Linked DNA regions of Sus scrofa: region 1 is linked to region 2. Evidence: chromatin contacts called from public promoter capture Hi-C data. All regions are on one chromosome and are shown on one strand. The core of a region is the stretch at or near the end of the contact, and the rest is flanking DNA. Distances in the headings are between cores, read along the strand shown. Region 1 holds the start of ZBTB2 (zinc finger and BTB domain-containing protein 2). Region 2 holds the start of RMND1 (required for meiotic nuclear division protein 1 homolog).

What was found. Promoter capture Hi-C pulls out the DNA fragments that hold promoters and counts their contacts.
Region 1: a promoter capture Hi-C map of liver shows a contact between it and region 2, with 3 times the contacts expected there. The contact joins the promoter of ZBTB2 here to the promoter of RMND1 in region 2. A contact is called at or near these places in 1 of 5 promoter capture datasets (liver), 7 of 47 Hi-C or Micro-C datasets (blood, epiblast stem cells, heart right ventricle and 2 more) and 2 of 2 datasets of contacts at active chromatin or transcription factors (alveolar macrophages and skeletal muscle).

The regions. Positions count from the first base shown.
Region 1 is chr1:14,857,623-14,862,731 of Sscrofa11.1, reverse strand. It overlaps ZBTB2 (zinc finger and BTB domain-containing protein 2), which reads right to left and starts at 3,799. Exons shown (of 2, transcript XM_021086767.1): 1 at 1-3,799.
Region 2 is chr1:14,791,862-14,797,033 of Sscrofa11.1, reverse strand. RMND1 (required for meiotic nuclear division protein 1 homolog) reads right to left here and starts at 1,402. Exons shown (of 13, transcript XM_005659141.3): 1 at 1,252-1,402; 2 at 1-75. It overlaps ARMT1, which reads left to right and starts at 1,711. Exons shown (of 5, transcript NM_001243637.1): 1 at 1,711-1,806; 2 at 4,607-4,712. The coding sequence starts at 1,760.

The DNA.
Region 1 (5,109 bases), core at 2,550-5,049, 63 kb before region 2:
TCCTTAACCTGCTGTGCCACAGGAGAACTTTTTTTTCAGGGTTGCACCTGCAGCATATGGAGATTCCCAGGCTAGGGTTTGAATTGCAGCTACAGCTGCCGGCCTACACCACAGCCACACCAACATGGGATTCCAGCCGCGTCTGCAACCTACGCCACAGCTCACTGCAATGCTGGATCCTTAACCCTCTGAGTGAGGCCAGGGATCGAACCTGTTTCCTTATGGGTACTAGTTGGGTTCATTGACCGCTGAGCCACAATGGGGACTCCGGGAGTTTTTTGTTTTAAATCTATTAGTGTAGGCTGGTAGGTTTCAAACCTTTTAGGTTGTGATTCTAAGAAATATATGTTATTAGGAGTTCCTGTTGTGGCTCAGTGGTTAACGAATCCGACTAGGAACCATGAGGTTGCAGGTTTGGTCCCTGGCCTTGTTCAGTGGGTTAAAGGATCCGGCGTTGCCGTGAACTGTGGTATAGGTCGCAGACGTGGCTCGGATCCCGCGTTGCTGTGGCTGTGGTGTAGGCCGTCGGCTACAGCTCCAATTAGGCCCCTAGCCTGGGAACCTCCATATGCCGAGGGAGCAGCCCTAGAAAAGGCAAAAAGACAAAAAAAAAAAAAAAAAAAAAAAAGTGTTATTAAATGCTACTTGGTATACACATATTTGTAAGGTTGAAAAAACTTTGAGGTAGTAATGTTATTTTGAATTGTATACTCTATCTTTTGTAACTTTTTATTATTTGCTAGGTTTTTAAAAAAATTTTATGGCTGCACCCATGGCATATGGAAGTTTCTGGCCAGGGACTGAATCCGAGCCAAAGATGCCTTCGCCACAGCTGCTGCAATGCTGGATCCTTTAACCCACTGTACCCGGGCCAGGAATCAAACCCAAGCCTCCGCAGTGACCTGAGCCACCATGATCAGATTCTTAACCCATTCTGCCACAGCGAGAACTCCAAAGATTTACTAGGTTTTCTTTTTTTTTTTTTTCTTCATTTTTTAAAAAATAGCTTTAAATTGATTTTATAAATCACAGATGGGTTAGGGTCCACAGATTAAAAAACACTGGTATATTCATTTTTAGTATTAGTTGCTGTTACAAATTACCCCAAAACTTAGTGGATTAAAACAGTGACCATTCAGTATATCTCAGAATTGCTGTGGGTCAGGGAACCTGGCAGTAGCTTAGGTCGTTTTGGGTCAGTCATGAGGTGTTTTTTATGTCAAGATGTTTACTGAGTTGGAGGCTCTCTGGGGCCCACACTCCAGCAGGTTAGCGTTCAGCAGTTCTCAGTTCTCCACTGGGCTTGCGTGAGTGTCCTCACCACCTGGTGGCTGGCTTCCCCTAGAGTGAGTGACCCAAGCAGGAGCAAGGAGGAAACCCCACTGCTGCTGCCACATGCTGTGGGTTCACAGAACCTACAGCCAAGGGGAGAGGCATCAAGCTCCATGTTTTGAGGAGAATCAAAGAATTTATGACATTTTAATAACTTCCATGGCCCTATATTTCCTGTTCATGGATGAATTAGGATTGAACCAGAATTCATGCTGAATCAATCTGTAAGTAATTATATCAGCTAATGACATTTTTCCTCTGAGGGCATCTAGTCTCCTTCCTCAATCTAAAATGAGAAAACAGGCATATAAAAAAGTTAAACTACACAAGCCCATTCAGTTTAGGAAAACTAAGCAGATTTTCTCTTGTTTTTGTCATGAATAATCTGTGTGCTGATAGAGATGAGAAAATTGGCTGGTGATTTTTTACCCCAATCTTTTCTAAAGTTAGAGTGTTGGACTTTTGTTAGTCTTCCAGTGTGCAACCTGCTACATGATAGTAGTTATACTTTCTATTTTTTGGCCTCTGGATGATGCTTGATGTCTTATGAATTTGCAGCCTCCTCATACAGTACCCCTGCCCCCAAATGATTTTTAAAGGAAACAGAAAATGTGCTTATGAAATGAATGTTTTTAAAATTATTATTATTTTTTGTCTTTTTGCCATTTCTAGGGCCGCTCTCGCGGCATATGGAGGTTCCCAGGCTAGGGGTCTAATTGGAGCTGTAGCTGCTGGCCTACTCCAGAGCCACAGCAACTCGGGATCCGAGATGTGTCTGCAACCTACAACACAGCTCACGGCAATGCCGGATCTGTAACCCACTGAGCAAGGCCAGGGATTGAACCTGCAACCTCATGGTTCCTAGTTGGATTCGTTAACCACTGCACCACGACGGGAACTCTGGGAACTTCTTTTAAATGAATTTAAACTACTCTTAGCTCCATGTGCTGCCTCTTACACTGACTGTAAGATTGGACTGTGTTAACGTTTCCAAGACCTAAAAGTAGATAACTAAAAGATAATCAGGGTTTGAGTGTACGGAAAACTACCATGTTTTTTGCTGTGAGATTTTCGTGGAAACTTTGGATCTAGAAGCCTTTGTTCTAAGACTAGCTTTGGCCTACTGGTACAGGGAGCAGGGTGAGTCTGACGCTGGTGATGTGAGTGAAGTCAGGATAAATTTCTGTGCCCTGCTGTGATGTTTCTCTTCCTTCCTTCCTTTTAAATCCATTAGGCTTTGCGGAGTAGTAGGTGGGGGCACACTTTACCATCTTACATGTTTTACAAAATTGAATAATGGCTGCTTATTTCTTAGACTGCGTTCCAGTTTCTCTTACCACTAGGACACCTGACAGTTCCATTCTGCCCTGAAGCACTAGGTTTACGTACTTAGGTAGTTACCCTCCTTCCTTTGCTATTTATTTGTCTACCTGTATAATGTATCCCCCATCCCACTCTAAGATCCTTACAAGGACTTCCTTTCATACATACTGCTGGTACTCAGACGCTTACAGAATTGAATACTATCTCCCATTAAAACTGAATGACGAAATAGTGTAGAAAACCTTGGGATATAGTTGCAGGTGGTGGAGATGTTAATACCTATCTGTTCTTCAGATGCTCACAGTCCAGTGGGGAACACAATATACACTTAATACCCAATTTGGTCTGCAGTACACACGTGCAGGGCGGTGGTGGTATAATGCAGCTGGTGGTGAATCTGAATTTTGAAGGCTGTTGTGGATGTTTGAAAGATAAGACATGGTCTTAGGACATGTTTGAGATGGAGCCTTTTTCAGTTTTACTCCTTGACTATATATGTCTACCTTGAGTTGTTTTACTGTTGGCAAGTTGCCATCATGGTTGCTAAGTTGCTTCTTTCTGTGGCATGCACTTTCTTGTTATTTCTCTAGAGCTGTGCTGTCCTGTTCGATGGTGTCTAGCCACATGTGCCTAAGTTCACGTCACACTGACCACATTGTGCTTCAGTAGCCTCGTGGGGTCAGAGGCCACCGTACTGGACAGCACAGATATTACTGAACATTTCTGTCGTCACAGAAGGTTCTGTTCACAGTGCTGCTCCAGAGTCATATTTTGTTCATCTGCACATTTTCATGTTATCTGCAGTGTTACATTAGGAATAGAGTGAGTAAACTTAATAGCTTTCTGACACTGGGAAAGACATTGGTTGGCATGTATGAATAGACGGGAAAGAGCCTAGGATATTACAGTGGTTAAAAATACAGCCTTCGTTAAGTTCCTATTGTGGCTCAGCAGTAATGAACCTGACCAGTACCCATGAGGATGTGGATTCGCTCCTTGGCCTCCCTCAGTGGGTAAAGGATCTGCTGTTGCCCTGAACTGTGGTATAGGTTGGAAATGAGGCTCAGATTTGGTGTTGCTATGGTGTAGGCTGGCAGCTTCAACTCCCACCCTTAGTGGGGCCCTAAAAAGCAAAAAAAAAAAAAAAAAAGCCTTGGGGAGGGGGAGGGCCGTGGGATGGATGGGGAGTTTGGGGTTGGTAGATGCAAACTATTACATTTGGAATGGATAAGCAGTGGGGTCCTGCTGTATACAAGTACAGGAACCTATGTCAATCTCTTAAGTTAGAACATGATGGAGCATAGTATGAAAAATAATACATATATATATGTATATATGTATGACTGGGTCACTTTGCTCTAGAGCAGGAATTGAACATTGTAAATCAACTACTAAATTTTAAAAATAAATAGGCTTTGGAGGCAAATTTCCTTTGGAATCATGTTCTTGTGGGCCAGTAGGTTTTGGGCATGTTAATTAACCTCTGAGCCTGTGTTTTGTTTTATTCAAACAGGGATGATATTTATCTCACAGGGTTGTGTATTTAAAAAGTGGAGAGTTCCTCTTTTGGCTCAGTGGGTTAAGAACCAGACGCTGTCTCTGAGCATGCAGGTTTGATTCCTAGCCTTGCTCAGTAGGTTAAGGATCCAGTGTTGCCGCAAGCTGGGTGTAGGTTGCAGACACGGCTCAGATCCCGCATTGCTGTGTCTGTGGTGTAGGCTGGCAGCTGCAACTCTCATGCAACTCCTAGCCTGGGAACTTCCATATGCCGCAGGTATGGCCAAAAAAAGAAAAAAAGTGTAAGGGGCCTTAGCGCAGTACTATAGCAAGTGATAGGATCATTAATATATTTAAAAAATAATCACTAATTTAAAGAAGTTTTTAGGGTTATCTTACAGTAACATTAACTTTATTTTTTTTGTCTTTTTAGGTCTGCACCCAAGGTATATAGAAGTTCCCAGGCTAGGGGTCCAATTGGAGCTGTAGCCGTCCGCCTACACTACAGCTTACAGCAATGCTGGATCCTTAACCCACTGATTGAGGCCAGGGACTGAAGCCGCATCCTCATAGATACTGGTCGGGTTCACTACCACTGAGCCTTGACGGGAACTCCAAAATTAACTTTTTTGTGTGTACAGGTCTGTGAACTTGAATATAGGTGTATATTTATGTAACCACAACGGGATATAGGACAGCTCTGTCACTGCAGAAGACTTCCTCAAGCTGTCCTTTACTTACCTCCTCCCACTCTTCGCTGGCAGCTACTGAGTGCTTCACTTGCTGTCTTTTCTAGAATGTTATGTAAGTGAAATCATGTAACATGTAGTCTTTTGAGACTGGTCAGCCAAGTTGCGTGAAAGAGTCATAAAACGTTGTATCAAGGAGTTCCCGTCGTGGCGCAGTGGTTAACGAATCCGACTAGGAACCATGAGGTTGCGGGTTCAGTCCCTGCCT
Region 2 (5,172 bases), core at 153-2,652:
CTCGACACAGCAACCAAACGTCAGTCAAATCACATCTTCCATCTTCATAAAATGTGATGCCAGCCTCATATTTCCCTTGAAATAAAAGCCAAAGACCTTAAAATGGACTGTATGGCCCTCCATCCTCTGGTCCTTTATCATAACCCTAACATCTCCTACAGCTTTCTTCCCTCCTTTATTTTGCTCCAGTCACTCTGGCCTCTGCATCTTTACACTTACTTTGCCTTCCACTCTTCGCCCACATATCTCTAAGCCTCATTCCCTTATCTCCTTCAGACCTTTGCTCCCACGTCTCCTACCCAGTAAAGTCCTCCTTCCCCAACCACTTCATTTAAAATGCACATGAGAACGCACATTCTGGCCTGCTCCACTTTTTATTTCTCCATTGCACTTAACATTACTTGCAAACACTTTGTTTTGTTTTTGGCTTTGCCTGTGGCATATGAAAGTTCCCAGGCCAGGGATCTAACCCAACATCAGATCCTTAACCTCTAGGCCACCAGGAAACTCCAATACTTTGTGTTTTAAATTTATTAAACAAATTATGAACCGAGTTCCTACCCTGTGCCAGACATTGTCCTCCCTGCTAATACAGATGAAAATAAAATAGATAAAAATCCATATCTTTTGAGGCTTACATCACAGTGGGGGGAAGAGAGATAACAGACGTGGTAAATAAAATGTACATGAGAGTGACAATGCTAAAGGGGAAAAAAACAGAAGAGGGAAGGAGATCTTTGTCTCTCTCCTGTAGCACAGAAGTTTCTTGAGGATAAAGATTTGTCTATTGTTCATGCTGCGTCTTCTGTGACCACAGTGCCCAGCACACAGGAGGTAATTCAATTCATATTTTCTGAATGAGATACAAGGCAGCTATTCTGTTCTTGGACACACTGTCTACTTTTTAAGAACAACATACCAACTAAGAACACTGTATCAGCCAGGCTACGATTCAATGGATAAATGGCGCTAATCTTTGCGAGCATGTCTTCCAATGCTTTACGCCGTTCAAAAGTATTTTATCTTTGCAGTTACCGCTTGCATTGGTTCAAAAAAGGGTTCAGTATGTGTGCATTGATGGAGTGCTTTTTTTACTCCCAGCCAAGTCGACCAAAGATCACTGTAATAGGCAAGGGCCATCAACGTACCGGTGAAACCTGTGACGCTAGAGGTTCAGGTCTGCGGGAAGCAAAGGCGGGGAGCGTTATGCCGGGACCGTGCAAGCTCCCAGAACAAGGCAGTGGCACTAACCTCTCCGCCGGAAAAGAAGAGGGACCCGCCAAGGGTGCAAATTTCCGCGACCCCGCCGCAGCCAAGTGTCGCGAGGCAACAGCCAGTATCAACCCGGACCTCCCGCCCCTCCCAGCGCCAGGCAGTGCGCAGGCGCACAGAACTCCAGACGCCGCCGAGCGTAAGGCGCTGGCTCCACGTGACCACAGGACCACGTGACCCCGTGCCACCGTGACCTTTTCCGCTCCCGAGTCCCTGAGACCTCCCGGTCCCTGCTTGCTTCCGCCTTCCGCCCGCTTCCTTATTCCGCTTCTCACGTCGCCCTCAGCTGTCCCCGCCTTCGCCCCCGGAAGATCTCCGCGTCCTCAAGCTGGCCATTGTTTGTCTCTGCTATGGGCACCAAATAAAGTTTTTTCATTCAAAAGCATTTTTTAACCCGCCTCCCTCCTCACCTCAGCTCCTCCCTCGCGCCGGCACCTCCTGCTTTCCTGCGTCTGGTGAAACCCGAGAGTTGGCGCGGGGAACGCGGATGGTGATGGCGGGGCCTCCGAAGTCTCTCTCGGGACAGGACGTAGGGTTCGTGTCGCTTTCCTCGCTCACTCCTCTTCCTCCTCCCCGCTTTTGCGGAAAGCTGGGCCCCATCGGGAGCCGTCGGGCCCCAGCGGGGAAGCGGCGCTGTGCGGTAGGCGCCTGCTCCCCGCCGCCCGCGAGTTCCATCGCACCGTAGGTCCTGCTTTGCGGCGGCGGCGGCTGGGTTTCTAAGGACTCGCGTGGAGGCGAGGGCAGGGCGGCCGCTCGCTGGGCTCCAGGCTCGGATAGGCTTTGTAACTTCTTCCTTGCAGTGATTCGTGATTTCTTCCCTGCCTGCACCGGCACGGACTGCGAACCCTGACTGAAGATCTCCGTTTACCCCGGCGTCTCTGCAGTGATGGTTCGCGGGTTTTTAGCCTTATATTAATTTGTATCAAACAGTTATGTTTTTAAAGCGGTTCGAACTGTGGTTTTTTTTGTTTTTTGTTTTTTTAACTCCCGCATGATTGTCTTGAGAGTGTATGCCCGCTTTTAGAATGTTGCAGCGGCTGGTTTTAATTATATTTTATTTAGTTAATGAACCTACTTTGCAGGGGGTTAAAGTTCTCTACAAAAGCTGGGGGGGGTCCTCAGATCGCTGATCAGATTAATTCATAATCCCACTAAAAAATTACTGTACCTTCTTGCCTTTTAGGCTTCATGTTATAGATTCCATTAAAAATATATCTATCTGTATAAATTGAAAGGCCTAATTTATATTTGAGATATGTCCTTACGGCAAAGTATTGCAAAACCCAAGAACACTTAGAAGAAATTGTACCGGCAGTAGAGGGAGGTGAGAGAGGCACCAGTGTCCCATGATTTAAGCATGTGCTCAGCTTCAGGGTCGTGCAAATATAGGGGTTGTGTGTGTCTAAATACTGAGCCCGGGCGCTCTGCCTTCACTCTAGTGCTGACCTGAGACCTTAGCCTTAGAGATGCAAGCCTCTGGAGACATTTAGTAGGTGGAAAAATAGTAATACTTTCCAAATAAGTAAACCTCAGAGGACTAGCACTTCTTTTTCTATCTGCTGCCTTGGGAAATTCAAGTGTCATTGATTTAGTATTCTTTCTCTTCTTCCAAGGAATTAGTAGTAATTCTTAAAAGTTAAATTCTGATCAGAGCAGTTAACTCTGCATATTAAAATCTACTCGCTGTAAAACACCACAGAATCAGGAAGCATTTTTGCAATTTTCTTTGTTTTATATTTAACATTTGAGGAAGTCTTTTAAAGAAATACTCAAGGTATAATCCTATTTTTTAAAATTTGCAATAAGGTATTTGAGTTTTTAAGAAGATCCCGCATTAAAGTAGGAGATTTGGGCAGCAGTATTTCAACTTACTTTGTTTTTACTTTGCCTCTGGTGATCTGAAGATATAAATGACCTGATCAGCTAAGTTTTGTGCTTTTGATTTAAAAACTGCACAGAATTTCATCACTTACTGAAGTCTTTTTTCTAACTCATTCATGTATTTCCTTAAACTAATTATGATAAAGTGATAATCGTTAAATCTTTTTGGGGGGCTGACATCGTATAGTTTTTTAAATTGAAGTGAAGTTGTCAGTGTTGTATTAATTTCAAGTGTGATAATCTGTACATCTTGATTTTTGTATGTTTAAAATCAGGAATATCTTTAGTTTTTAATTCAAGTATACCCAAGTCATCTCCAGCTTTCTTCATTCTTTGACACTTCTACAAAAATCTCTAATTGGAATTCCATCCTGGCTCAGTGACAACGAATCTGACCAGCATCCGTGAGGACTCAGGTTCCATCCCTGGCCTCACTCAGTGGGTTAAGGATCTGGCGTTACCATGAGCTATGGTGTAGGTCGTAGACACAGCTCGGATCTGGCGTGGCTGTGGTGTAGGCTGGCAGCTATAGCTCCAATTCGAGCCCTAGCCTGGGAACTTCCATAGGGCTGCAGGTGTGGCCCTAGAAAGACAAAAAAGAAAAGAAAATCAAATTTTCCAGTTGGGAGAGGAAGATGATAATATGCCTTAATTTTATTTAGGGTAGAAGAGGATGGAAGGAGTTATTGGGCAGATAGAGAAGACAGCAAGAAAACCTTTGGAAAGAATTAAATTTGACTAAGAATATAACACAAGAGAGAAGCAGGCTCATAAATGTCTTTCATTCTTTATGTTTTTCTAGCACAGTAGAGTCTTTCAGGCAGTCTTACATCCATTGCCTCATCTTTCTAAGAAGTCACTTAGTAAGTAATAGACCTGGGAGAAAAGTCTGGATAATTCTTTTTCTGTCTCTCTCTCTCTCTCTCTGGTTTTGTGTGGTTTTTTTTTTTGCTTTTTAGGGCCACTCCTGTGACATATGGAAGTTCCCGGGCTAGGGGTCAAATAGGAGCTATAGCTGCCAGTTTATGAGATCCACTTAGAACATTGCTTACTGCTGTGCTGGATGCTTAACCCACGGAGCAAGCCCAGGGATTGAACCCGCGTTTTCATACTAGTTGGATTCATTTCCACTGCACCACAGGGAGATCTCTTCTTTTTCTGTCTTATCACATTGTTAAACTAGTTTCTGATTAAGGAAAATAAAAGGAATACAATGAGAGAAGAACGATTAAACAGATTCTGAGAGTCTGGGATTTGAGGCACAAAGAGTTTTATGATACACCAGAAAGGCTTTCAGATTTTCCTACTTTTTGCTATGAGAGTCAAGCAGTGCTGGTTTACCTTGCACAGTTGTATGAAAAGGAGTTTGAATTTAAATCAGGTGTTCCGGTGACCAATCTTCTAGTATTAATGCTGCTGAGTAATATACTGTGTATATGATCCTCTTCTCTAGATCATTTGCCTATATTACAATTAAAGATAGAATACCACAGATCTTAACCAAGGCTATTGATACACTGCATCGACACAAAAGTGAATTTTTCGAGAAACATGGAGAGGTAAGAATTGTGTTTTAACTTTTTTTTTGGGTTTTTTTTTTTTTTTAACTCTAACTGAAACACAGAAAACAGTTTTCCTTCTGTGGTAATGGTTAGCCCACCTGGAGATAGAGAAAAAACTCTAGTACCTAAGGTGAAAGTTTAAAAAAACAAAGGCAGAAGAGATAAGGCAAGATAATCTGATATGAGATGGGTCTGTGTGTGTGTGTGTGTGTGTGTGTTCTTTGATTTTTCAGCTTCAAAATTCTAAAATTCTAAATTTAAATGCTTAGGAGTTCCATTGTGCTGCACCAGAAACAAATCCGTACCAGGAACCATGAGGTTTCGGGTTCGATTCCTTGCCTGGCTCAATGGGTTAAGCATCTGGCGTTGCTAAGAGCTGTGGTGTAGGTAGCAGACGCAGCTCTGATCAAGCGTTGTTGTGGCTGTGGTATAGGCCAGTAGCTGTAGCTCCGATTCA